Linked DNA regions of Danio rerio: region 1 is linked to region 2. A link is a contact called in public Micro-C data. All regions are on one chromosome and are shown on one strand. The core of a region is the stretch at or near the end of the contact, and the rest is flanking DNA. Distances in the headings are between cores, read along the strand shown.

What was found. A called contact is a pair of places that touch in the nucleus more often than the background predicts.
Region 1: a contact with region 2 is called in a Micro-C map of caudal fin, with 2.7 times the contacts expected there. The contact joins two enhancer-like sites. A contact is called at or near these places in 2 of 18 Hi-C or Micro-C datasets (caudal fin and an unstated tissue).

The regions. Positions count from the first base shown.
Region 1 is chr22:18,305,536-18,311,674 of GRCz12tu, forward strand. No RefSeq gene overlaps it. Among named protein-coding and RNA genes, the nearest start is that of cirbpb, 68 kb to the left of the region's middle. Within about 2 kb of position 4,711, at least 15 of the 62 cell types and tissues checked have an H3K27ac peak or open chromatin away from gene starts, as enhancers often do. A contact at or near this core is called in caudal fin, where this site is marked.
Region 2 is chr22:18,256,157-18,262,270 of GRCz12tu, forward strand. The region is part of intron 1 of LOC141380307 (a long non-coding RNA gene); the gene reads left to right. Among named protein-coding and RNA genes, the nearest start is that of cirbpb, 18 kb to the left of the region's middle. Within about 2 kb of position 3,920, at least 29 of the 62 cell types and tissues checked have an H3K27ac peak or open chromatin away from gene starts, as enhancers often do. A contact at or near this core is called in caudal fin, where this site is marked.

The DNA of each region.
Region 1 (6,139 bases), core at 3,461-5,960, 50 kb after region 2:
ATTATTGCGGTTGCCGGTTGATTTTCAATTATTGAAAATCGCGACGACGCGGGGCCCCCTAATCACGCGGGGCCCCCCCGCGGTGCGTGCCCTGCGGGCCCATCCGCTACGCCACTGACCCATTAGTATCACCAAGGGCGTAGAACTGGAATGGACAGAGAGGACATGTCCTCACCAATATCCACCAATTACTGAAATGTGCCTACCAATAATTTAATCGACTTCAAAATACAATAATGCTCCGTCAACCCTTAGTAACCTATTTGTGCACAAAGGGTTAAAATCAAGTTTCTATGAGTTTACTTTTAACCAAGGCTGTGCAATTAATGAAAATTCAGTTTCGATTTGGTCTCCATGATTATGAAAAATAATAATCAGAATAAAACTGTTAAATTGCATCACACACCTTTCTAAATTTCTCTTCATTCATACCTCCTCAAAGCGAGATTGCAGTAGAATCATGTCAATTGACTTTTGCTGCATAGGACGTGATTGATTATTTGTTATTTGTATTTTTGTTTGAGGGCGAGGCAGTGGCGCAGTAGGTAGTGCTGTCGCCTCACAGCAAGAAGGTCGCTGGTTCGCACCTCGGCTCAGTTGGCGTTTCTGTGTGTAGTTTGCATGTTCTCCCTGCCTTCGCGTGGGTTTCCTCTGGGTGCTCCGGTTTCCCTCACAGTCCAAAGACATGCGGTACAGGTGAATTGGGTAGGCTAAATTGTCCGTAGTGTATGAGTGTGTGTGTGAATGTGTGTGTGGATGTTTCCCAGAGATGGGTTGCGGATGGAAGAGCATCCGCTGTGTAAAAACTTGCTGGATACATTGGCGGTTCATTCCGCTGTGGCGACCCCGGATTAATAAAGGGACTAAGTCGACAAGAAAATGAATGAATGAATTCATTTTTGTTTATTTATATTATTAAGTACTTTGTTCATGTTTTTAAAGACGCAAAAACAATTTGAGCTATGCATCTTTAGAGATGTCTGTCCCTATCAATGTCAAGAGCAAATCTACGCCCTTGGGTATCACGATACTTCAGCTGGGATAGAATCGTAATGTGAATTAATGGTATGAATTAATTACATTAATGAATTAATGGACAACCCTAGGAGGGACACGTCAGATCCTAGAGAGCATCTGGGGTGTGTTTCTGAAAACCATCGTTAGCCAACTAAGATCGCAAGTTCCTTTGTTACAAAGATAGTTCGTTGGTTTAGCGTTTCCCAAATCCGTCGTTTCAACAAACATTCACAAACTGCATCGCAGACTTGTACGCTTGCAACTACACCTCTAGAGCTGTAGCTAGAAGCATAGTTTCTAATGGTTTACTACTTTCGAACAATCCAACATTTAATGATTAAAAAAAACATTAAAGTCGTCTTTCTTAGGTGTAATTTGCTTTCAACGTATTTTTACAGTTCAGTTTTAGCGATCTTCAGATTGACAATTGCTTTTCCTTCGTTGTGCACTTTGAAAACATTTATGTCATTTTGAACACAGCCATGGCTCATGGCAAAAGCTATAGGTCACCTTTAATTTAAAAGCGGATTTTACGTTACATCTCCAAAGTTTGTGAAAACAAAAATATATAGCATACCCTAATGCTTTTAATTTATAGAAGTAGTTTATTATATTTATTTAATGTATAGTATGTTTAATAACTTTTCTGCAGTGGTTTGAATGTGTCAAATTGTAAAAGTAGATTTAATAAATAAATAAATAAATAAATAAATAAATAAATAAATACAAATGAATTACCAAAATAACAACTTTCTATTTTAGATTAGAATATAAAATATTCTCAATAATATTTGTAAAAAAAAAAAAAAAAAAAAAAAACATTATGGACGTTTTACATTCAAACTGACGTGGTTCAAATGATGGATCTGCGACAAAGCAACTACAGTTTTGGGAAACACTTGTCACTACATCATTCTTTTCCCAAATGATGCATCGTACTATGGCAGTTCAGTAGCAAGTGATGTTGTTGTTTGAGAAACGGACCCCTGACTGGTGACAAGATTTGGTGACAAACTGAAATAATAGGTGAAACAAGTGTTGATCCATAAAGGTGGAAGTGAACTGCAAGCTATGGATGACTGTATAATCTAAATGCAATTTGTTTTCACAGTTTTGGTGCACACTTACAGGAATACAATTAACATACTGATATGAATTTATAGATATGATATATGGACCTAAACATTGTTTTGATTTTACTGGAACTTTAAAAGTGCTTTTAGAGAAATTTTAGGTTAGTTTTTACTTAATTGCCTTATTTTGTTCCCTATTAATAAATAACATTTTTATTTGGATGTTCAGTCATTGTATTATTGTGGTTCTAATGAGTATTTCATTCCTTTATTGCTTTTCTTTGTGTAGGGTGTCTTGAAAAGCTCATTTTACATTTTAAGGGCACCATTTAAAGTAAATATTAATATAATACAGTATGTATTTACATGCATATTTCCAGGTATCTTGATATCTATCAAAACATCTAATTTTTCAAAGGTGCAACAGGCTGAAACCAGTGATCTTTAAATGTTGTTGCACAGTTTAATTTCGAAAGATTTGTTATTTCATCAGTTTTGTAAGGATATTGTATAAACAGTTTGATTTGATATCTATCTATCTATCTATCTATCTATCTATCTATCTATCTATCTATCTATCTATCTATCTATCTATCTATCTATCTAGATAGATAGATAGATAGATAGATAGATAGATAGATAGATAGATAGATAGATAGATAGATACACACACGCACACACACACACACACACACACACACACACAACAGTTCCGTCTGGTTCTTGAATCTGATTGGCTAATAGCCATGCAATTTTCAGCAAGAAACAGCACTCGTTCTGCATTTTAACCCTTCACTCGTGTATTACTCCGCACACATACAGCAACAAGCAGAGGACACTCTAGAGTTTGACAAATGCTGCTGCTGTTGGAAAACAAAGTATTTTTAAGACTTTTAAAGGCAAGAATGTAGTTGTTTAGATTGCAACTGTGCAGTTTATTTATAAGGATAGTAAATATTTTAATTATAATTTCGAAAAGAGAAAGTGCATCAGCAGCCCTTAGCCTGTCATTGAGCAAAGACGGTTGACGATGTTCATCCACAAGATAGCGACAGATACCGCATAATAAGCCTTAAGAGAAAAACAGCGTAATTTCAAACTACAGCTGATCAAATCATTATTAAACAGGTAAATGACTTTCTAAGTCGATCTCTCTCTTTTGTGTTCTAGTACTGTATTTATACCATGGTTATATTGTGATCTCCCAATTGCAACAGAGAAATACTTAGAAATCTCTGTAGACTGATGGCATTTCATGCCGCTCAGCCTTATAATCTTAAAATGCGAGCAAAATCACATTTTGTCATCACTTTAAACATTACGCTAGAGAATCATTCAAATACTAGCTCTAAAGTGATGTATACTGCAATTCTGTCAGCTGCAGATGTGAATGAGTGGAGGAAGAAAGTAGTTCCTCTTACAAAAGTTTTGAGACTCTTTGATTTTCTTTTTTAAATACACAGTTATGCTGTCAAACTGTTGTGTAAACACAATATCACACTCGAAGCAGTGCGATGTGGCTGTATATCATCACTCGGGTTCTGCAGCCTCGTGCCAACGCACGCCTCCCACCAGTGCCGATATACAGCCACATCGCACTGCTACTCATGTGATAACTCATGTGATATTTCTCATCTATTTTATATACACACACACACATATATAATATATATATATATATATATATATATATATATATATATATATATATATATATATATATATATAATTTATATATAATATGTGTGAAAAGATAATAATGATAAAAAGATAATCAGTATAAAATAATTTCAACAACTTGTCAACAAAATACTTATTCACATTTAAAATAATAAGCAGTATCTGTATCTGCATCATTAAAACTCAAACAAAAAATACTGGTTGTATCATTTGACATTAACAAAATGTGGAATCGGCCATCCCTAAGCTACATTCAGTTTTGCTTTTAAATGCATCCCATTACAGAAGTGAAAACTATTAAAAGTACTTCAGGATGTGAAAGGAAAGGGACAGTTCACCTAAAATTCTGTCATCATTTACTCACACCTCGTGTCATTCCAAAACCGGCATGACCTACATTCTTCTGCAAATCATAAAAGAGAATCATTTAAAGAATGTTGGTGACTAAGCAATGTTGTTTATCCTTCATTTCCACTGTATATACAAACAACACTGCAACCAGAACGTCTCTTATAAAACACAATGACTTGAATTTAAATTTCTGAGTTAGTCACCACTTTATAAACATGCCACACACAACATCTGCCTCAACCATGGACATCATCTGGAATCTCCAGCTTTCACAGCCCCCTTTATAAACCAACCAACCAACCAACCCCCAACATCCCTCACCTCCAGGCCTCAGATCACAAAGCAGCGCTGCTGGAAAATTAGCAGATGTTCGACAGAGCCAGATCTGTCCATTTGTGCGGAGCTTCAGAGCCCGGCAGAGTCTCACTGGAGCGTTCATGGCCAGCTGCTCCACTGCGATGCCCATGGCATTGCTAATACCAATGCTGATGCCCACTCCCTTTTCATACAATCAGGCTTAGTCATGACACCAGGACCCACAAGACCACAGCACAGATTGAGTCACATGATGGTGAAGGTCAGTCACGCTATACGGCCGAGAGGCGAAACAGCACCTAAATGAGTCACTAACTCTGATTGAAAACCTCGTGAGCTCCCTTGCTGCTATTAAAAAAAGCTGAAAAGTGACTTAATTTTACTCAATAATTAAAAAGTTCATTGTGCTTAATAGAAAAGGGCTACATGAACTGAGTAGAGACCAATTCTAGTTCCCAGCATGCTTCGCGTCATACTGTGTGAGTAAAATAAGTGTTGAAGTTAAGGCTCTGGAGGCAGCATTTGTGCACCAAGACACCTTGTAAAACTTCTGAGACAGCATATTTAATCATGTACAACTAAACAGAGAGAGCTTTGACGATATAACTAAGAAAATGTCTGCTTACTACAACACTATTTTCTCACTAGAAATGCCATCAACAGTGTAAAATGTTGGTCAAAAAAGAACACTTACACAAAAATGACACCCGAGTGACACGTTAAGATGTTGATATATTTAGCTCAATTGTCAGAAATGAAATGCACAGCATTGTGGGATATCGAAGCACCCATTTATGCTGCCTTCGAAATTCAATCTGAATTTGGATTCGGATGTGCCTTGATGCCATCCCACCCTGGAATGCTGCATTTTAAAGCTGTTAGGCACAGCATAAGTGTTATTATGTGTGTTTTTGCACATCTTTAGTGTAGGGAGAAATCAATTTGGGGCTATGTTGAGATTTACAGAGGTTTCTGTTATGTTGTCATTGTTGGGAAGAGCAGAAGCACACAACTTTGCATCTAAAACTTGAGATGAAGCACTTAGGAATGTTTTTTTTTTTAAACAGTACTTCCTTCACCATGTTCATAGATATTTACATTAGATGTCACCTATGCTATTGGTGTCTATTGGAAGGAATGTATCAACAGAGCCGGCATTTTAGTACAGGGTAGCGCTCCTTTGAAATAAATGTGTGACCAAGGTGCAGGTCCCTCTCCTGCCTTCTCTTCAATTTCTAAAGTCTCGCACATACCGGGATGCTTTTCATCAGCGTTTTTCAAGACACTTCCGCATTCAAACCCAAGCGATTTTCACTGACGTTGAGCAGAAGAGTATGCAAAATTCTTCCTTGACGTTAGATGGCGCTACACAACTTTAAGCTTCTGACACTCGCTTATGACACACAAGAAGAAGACAAAGTTGACACGCTTGTTGTTAAGGATGGTTCAAGTAGCAGTTCCAGCTCTAGCGATGAACAAATGAATATTGTTCACTAGTGCAATAAGCATCTCCATGTTCATATCGCCTCTGGGTATCTTCTTCAATGTGCGCTCGCTTTGTTTGCTGACTTTGTTTAACAAAACTATCAAGAAACTAGCCTAGAATTTAGTGTGATTCGGTGCTATTTTGCCTTATGGCAAGTGATTGTATTATCCTCAATAATCGTATAGCACAAAAGTTTGTAACACACACAAACGTAAGA
Region 2 (6,114 bases), core at 2,670-5,169:
AATCACATTACAAAACAATAATGTATAATTGAAGTGATGAATGGTAAAAATGGCAAAAAATGTAAAAGATATCTGACATAAAGTTAAGATATATTAGTTATATCCTCACACATTAACAATAAATTTGTTGTCATTACCACAACGCAGCATTATTATTATTATCGTTGATAAAAATAATATATATTTTTAAAATCACATTATAAAACAATAATAGCCTATAATGTATTAATGATGAAAGGTGAAATGGCAAAATATAAAAAATATCTGATATAAAGTGAATACATGAGCAATTCCATGCAAATTTAAACCTTGCCATGAAAAAACAAAAAGTTTTCGTCAAAATAGCAAAACTGTTTCTGCATTTTTTTGTGTAAACTTTTTTATGTAGGCTATGTTTTATGTATTTTATGGTGCTTTAAAAATGCTCAAAATTGTTTCTATCAGTGTTCTCAAACAATTATATTTGATTTTCCAAAGTCACATAAGTGGCAATTTCAAATCCTTCACATCCATAACGGAGAGATGTCACAGCCATAACGACACTTTTTCCTAATAAATGCAAAAATGTTAAATAAATAAAAGCAATTATGTTTGTTCCATAAAGAGCCAACTCTTATCCTTTGTATTAGCATTGTTTCTTTTGGGTTGTGCAGTTTAATTCACAGAATATCTAAAGTATGTTGGATACTGTAAACCTGCAGACTTTTTTTTTGTCACATCCATAACGCATGTTTATTTTCTTATTTAAAATATGAAAATGTTTACAGATTGATTTTTTTCTGCTCCCACAACTCTGTGGCTAGTTGTTTTGAAAAATATAAAGAGATGTTTCAATATAATGTTAACATATACTTTCTATGTGAATTCATGTTTCGAGTTTTTACTGCAAATGTCACATCCATAATGCTGGAACTGCTCATATCTTATATTATATATATTAGATCACATTATATCCTCACACATAAATAATAATGCAAATTACAAATTATACAAAATTTTACTCATGAATCATTCTATTCTCATTAACACTTCACAAACTACTAATTTCCATAACATCAATAAAATGAATTAATTTTTATGAACAATTTACTTATTAATCATAATTGTATATTTTAATCTAACTGTCATTACCTTCATGCAAATTATCTATGTTTTTGGTTTGTGGTTCAGAAAAGACAGTAGAGAGTCTATAAGTATAATCTAGATCAGTGTTTCTCAACTACGTTCCTGGATGACCACCAACACTGCATATTTTGGATATCTCCAGCTTTGTTGCACACGTTACAGGTCTTTCAGTCCCTGCTAATGTGCTAATGATCTGAATCAGGTGTGTTTGGTTAAGGAGGCATGGAAAATGTCCTTCAGTAATGTGGTTGAGAAACACTGATTTAGATACAATATACTCATGAGAATATACAGGATAACTTGGTCCACACGGAATCTTTGCACACAGAAATTAAACTCCAAACTGTTCACAAATATGACCATCCCAATGCAAATAAAAATATCTGTACTATATTCAACTTTCATGTATCATTACCATAATGGAAATAAAAAAATATTTTCTTATTAGCAAAATAAACATGATAATTTAGGTGATGAATTATTATTTGCAATTATTTATTAATAATTTTATTATTTGTTAATGTCAAAGTAATTAACGAACAATGCACGAGAGAAAGACTCATTATCATTATCATAATAGACATAAAAATATTAATATAAACTAATAAGGTAAAACATGACCTATAGTGTAATTTTTTTAACAAATAATTTTAATATTTGATAATTTCAATGTCATTACCATAAGGCAAAGTGAAGAATTATTATTTTCATAACCATTAATTATATAATGACATACTTGAATTGTAAAGTCTAAATGAACCATGTTAATACTTGCTAATATCAATGTAATTATCATAAGGAAAGGAAAAATCACCATAATCGACATAAAACAAATCAAAACAAAACATAAATTTCAAGGACTTAAAAAATCTGTCATTAGCGTAACTTAAATATCGATAATGTATGATTACATAAATTATGTTAGTATTTCATTAATTTATTCATTTTCATCCTGTCTCCACAGTGCAATGAATCACCAACTATTCTGGAATATGTTTTACGCAGCGTATACCCTTCCAGCCACAACCCAGTACTGGAAAACACCCATACACACTCTTACTTATAAACCACGGCCAATTTAGTTTATTTAATTCATTTATAATGCATGTCTTTGGACTGTAGGGGAAGCCGGAGCACCCAAAGAAAACCCATACAAACACGGGGAGAACTTCACATAGAAATGCAACATAGGCTCATTCTGAATACGGAGCCCTATATACGTTTCTGGAGATCATAAATTATGTAGCCAGAGCTACATATGGCTACATTTCATTTTTAAAATGAACGCTACGGGGCGGTATGATGTCGTTCCTTTTATACGCTTACCAGCTGACTGCTTACCTCCGCATGGACGGCTTTTCCGGTTATACCAGTTTGTCAAGTTAGCTCGCCATGTATGTCAGCGGACTTGAGGCGCAGAGAGGAGTTGACCATGATGACGGGGTTCCAGTCCATTAAAGAACAGTTAGAGAAAGCGGGTAAGACAAAATCTAAATCCAAAAAAACAAAATAAACAAGTAAATAACAGGGTGAGAATGTGTAATAGGTAAAAAATCAGATGAGGGCTTTTCTTTTTCTGTATTGCTTTTGAAAATTTTTGGTTGGGTTTAGGGAAGTGGGTGGCCAGGTCAATCAATACTATTGGTTGGGTTTAGGGAAGGAGAAGGGTGGGCCAGTCGGTCAGTTAGTCACTCAGTCATTCAGTCAGTCAAACAGTCAGTTGACAGCCGCCCCTGGTGGGTTTACGTGAGAACAGCTTGGCGAACGGTACTCGTGAGAAAAATTTGAGATCACAAAAAGCATACATAGTGGCCTCTGGTGGATTCGTGAAAACAAAAACTGAAAAAGACGTAGCTCCTGGGACATATTTAGCACTCTCTAGAAATGCATATAGAGGTACGTTTTCAGAATGAGCCTGGGTTGCAGAAATGCTAACTGGCCCAGCCGGGACTCAAACCAGTGACCTTCCTGCCGTGAGGTGACATTGGTAATCACTGAGCCATCGTGCAGCCTCATAATACTATTCATTAATATTAAAAGAAAAAAAAATCACTCATCGTATTAATGAGAATTTTGTAGGAGAATGAGCGTATATGTTGTAAAATGTCACAATGCAAACCATATAATTTTGTCGTGATTTATCACCATGACCTGTTTTTTTGTGTGTATGAGACTCACACACCTCCATCATCATCCAGATAAACACAAACATGTGCAATTACCTCTTTGTCACTTCAAACAGTTACACAACATTTACCGCATACCACTCGACTTACTGACTATCTCTGTCAAACAACACGAACAAAGACATCACTGTGCAAATGTTCAAAAACACACAAGACAATCGGAGAGAAAAATAACCGACTACGAAATTATAAATAGACCCCTGTCCTGGTTTGATCCAACACCTTTTCTCTGATTTAGATAATTAGGCTGTGTGACTCACAATATTTCACTCCATGTACTGTCCCTTTGGATGAGCTGTCTGAGTGAAGAGGCATGTAGAAGTGTGTGTGTGTGTGTGTGTGCATGTATCATATCTGTGTGGGCTCTAATGTGTGAGCTGGGGGAGAGAAAATGGTGTAAAATGAACAACGGCAAAACAAGCCAAAAACGCAAAAAGCTTTTTATTTGCAGAGCTCGGAGGATCAAGTGCATTACGTACATGTGTATTTCTTGTACATGTGTGAGTCCGCGGCCAAACAAGCGCGTGTGTGTGTATTGCGCCAGCCCACGTGGGTGTGTGCAGTTTTAGTAGGAGCTGAATCGATAACCTGAGGGCAGGGAGTGGAGACGCACAAGGAAATGCAATTCTCTGGTCGCCCACCTCTTCCTGTCCCGCCTCCTCACCAGCAGCCCACAGACCAGCTCGGCCTCTAAAAAACCTGTTTGATTGGGGGAGAGGAAAGGAAAGCAAACAAACATGTGATGAAACAAATAGATGGAGGGATGCAAAGTGGCCATCAATTGGAGACGCTTTGATGGGAAATGTACGGCGACACCTTGGAGCAACAACACCGCCTTTGTTTGCAAACCCTCTTGTGTTGCCTAACAATCCAGAATTCATTTCGCCGTCTGATTCAGTTGCCATTGTTCTGTGCACAATAAGATAATGCGCTTGAGTCAGCACCCTGCGCTTGTGCCAGACGTCTGGCGTGAAGTTTTATTTGCGTAATATAACAATGCTGCATTTCTGACCTGATAGTGCATTGTCGTAGGTAAAAATGAACCGACTTCCTGTGAACTCGCTAGATTGTGTAACTCTTTTGAGGAAATCGGTAAGTCAGCAGTTTCTAAACTGGTGGGTCATGACCCAGAAATGGGCCGCAGATTACAAAAAAAGCAACTAATCATATTTGTGCTTGATTTAACTTTTTGTAGCAGGGTGTCTGCAGGGTCTTAAAAAGTCTTAAATTCACTGAAATAGTGTTGTTGTCTCAAATCTACTGCTTTAAGAAAAAAGTAAAGCTAGGATCAAGCTGACACTCAATCACCAATTATCCATCTCAAAACCTTTTTTTCTCAATATTTTATATTTTATTGCAAAAACATATTACAACAACGATAAGACATTTTTCTCCAGCAAAACCAAAGCAACACATCCCACATGATCTTTTATTAATACAAAAACTATTTACAGAAGTAACCTGGCCATTAGAAAAAAAACCTTAGTGTTTAGCCCCGTATAAATCTAAAATTTCATTCATAATGGTCTTAAAATGGTCTTTCAAGTCTAAAATTTACTGAATATTGTATTGTTGTCTTAAATCAACTGTTTTAAAAATAAAGCTACCCAATCAGGCGGACACCCTATCACCAATTATCCATCTCAAAATTTTTTTTTTTTACTATTTACATTTTTTTTTTTACAATTACGTTTTTTGATACAATTCACAACAACATTTAGACATTTTTACAGCAAATTCTCCAGCAAAACTAAAGCAACACATGATCTTCTATTAATACAAAAACTATTTACAGAAGTAACCTGGTCATTAGAAAAAATCCTTAGTGTTCAGTCTTGTATAAGTGCAAAATTTTATCCAAAATGGTCTTAAAAGAGTCTTAAAATGTCTTAAATTCACTGAAATGTTGTGTTTTTATCTTAAATCTACCGCTTTAAAAGTAAAGCTACCCAATCAGGAATAGAAAACTTGAAAATACATTTGACCACCCCTGTAAACGTCCATACCATTGTGAATGCATGTTTGCGCCAAACATGCGTTCACAAAACATTGTGTGTTCACAAAACATGTTTCTTGTAAAATAGGCATCTGTAGGTGTCCATGAAATTAGATACATAGTTTGTATTTTTATTACACATGCTTGTACTTAAATAGTAAACCAAAAAATAAAAGGCATATTATCAAATATAATCAAAATTATGAGATGCTTTATCCAATATATGTTGTTGCTGAAGTCAAACATCAAAACAACAACTGTATTAAAACACAATTCAAAGTAAAATATGACCCAAAACATCATTAAATATGTACTTTCTAAATTTTAGCAATTTTTTTATATATTATAAATGTTTAATATAATATAATATAATATAATATATTATAATATAATATAATATCCAGTGATGAGTTGCAGCTGGAAGGGCATCTGTTGCATAAAACGTAGCTGGATAAGTTGCCGGTTCATTCCACTGTGTTGACCCCTGATTATTAAAGGAACTAAGTCGAAAAGAAAATGAATGAATGAATGAATAATGTAATAAAATACATTATAACATAATAAATGCAATAATATTTCCAGTTTTTTTTTGCAAACAACTTATCTTAAATCTCGAAAAAAATAGCCATTTATAAATGCCAAAATAAATGCTAAAAGACAAAAAATGTTATCAATATTAAGCAATAAAATGTTTTATCACATATTAGATACAAAAAATAAAAGTACATTTTAATAATAATAATAATAATAATAATAATAATAATAAAACTATTCAAAACTGAAAAGAATAGAATGCACACAACTTCC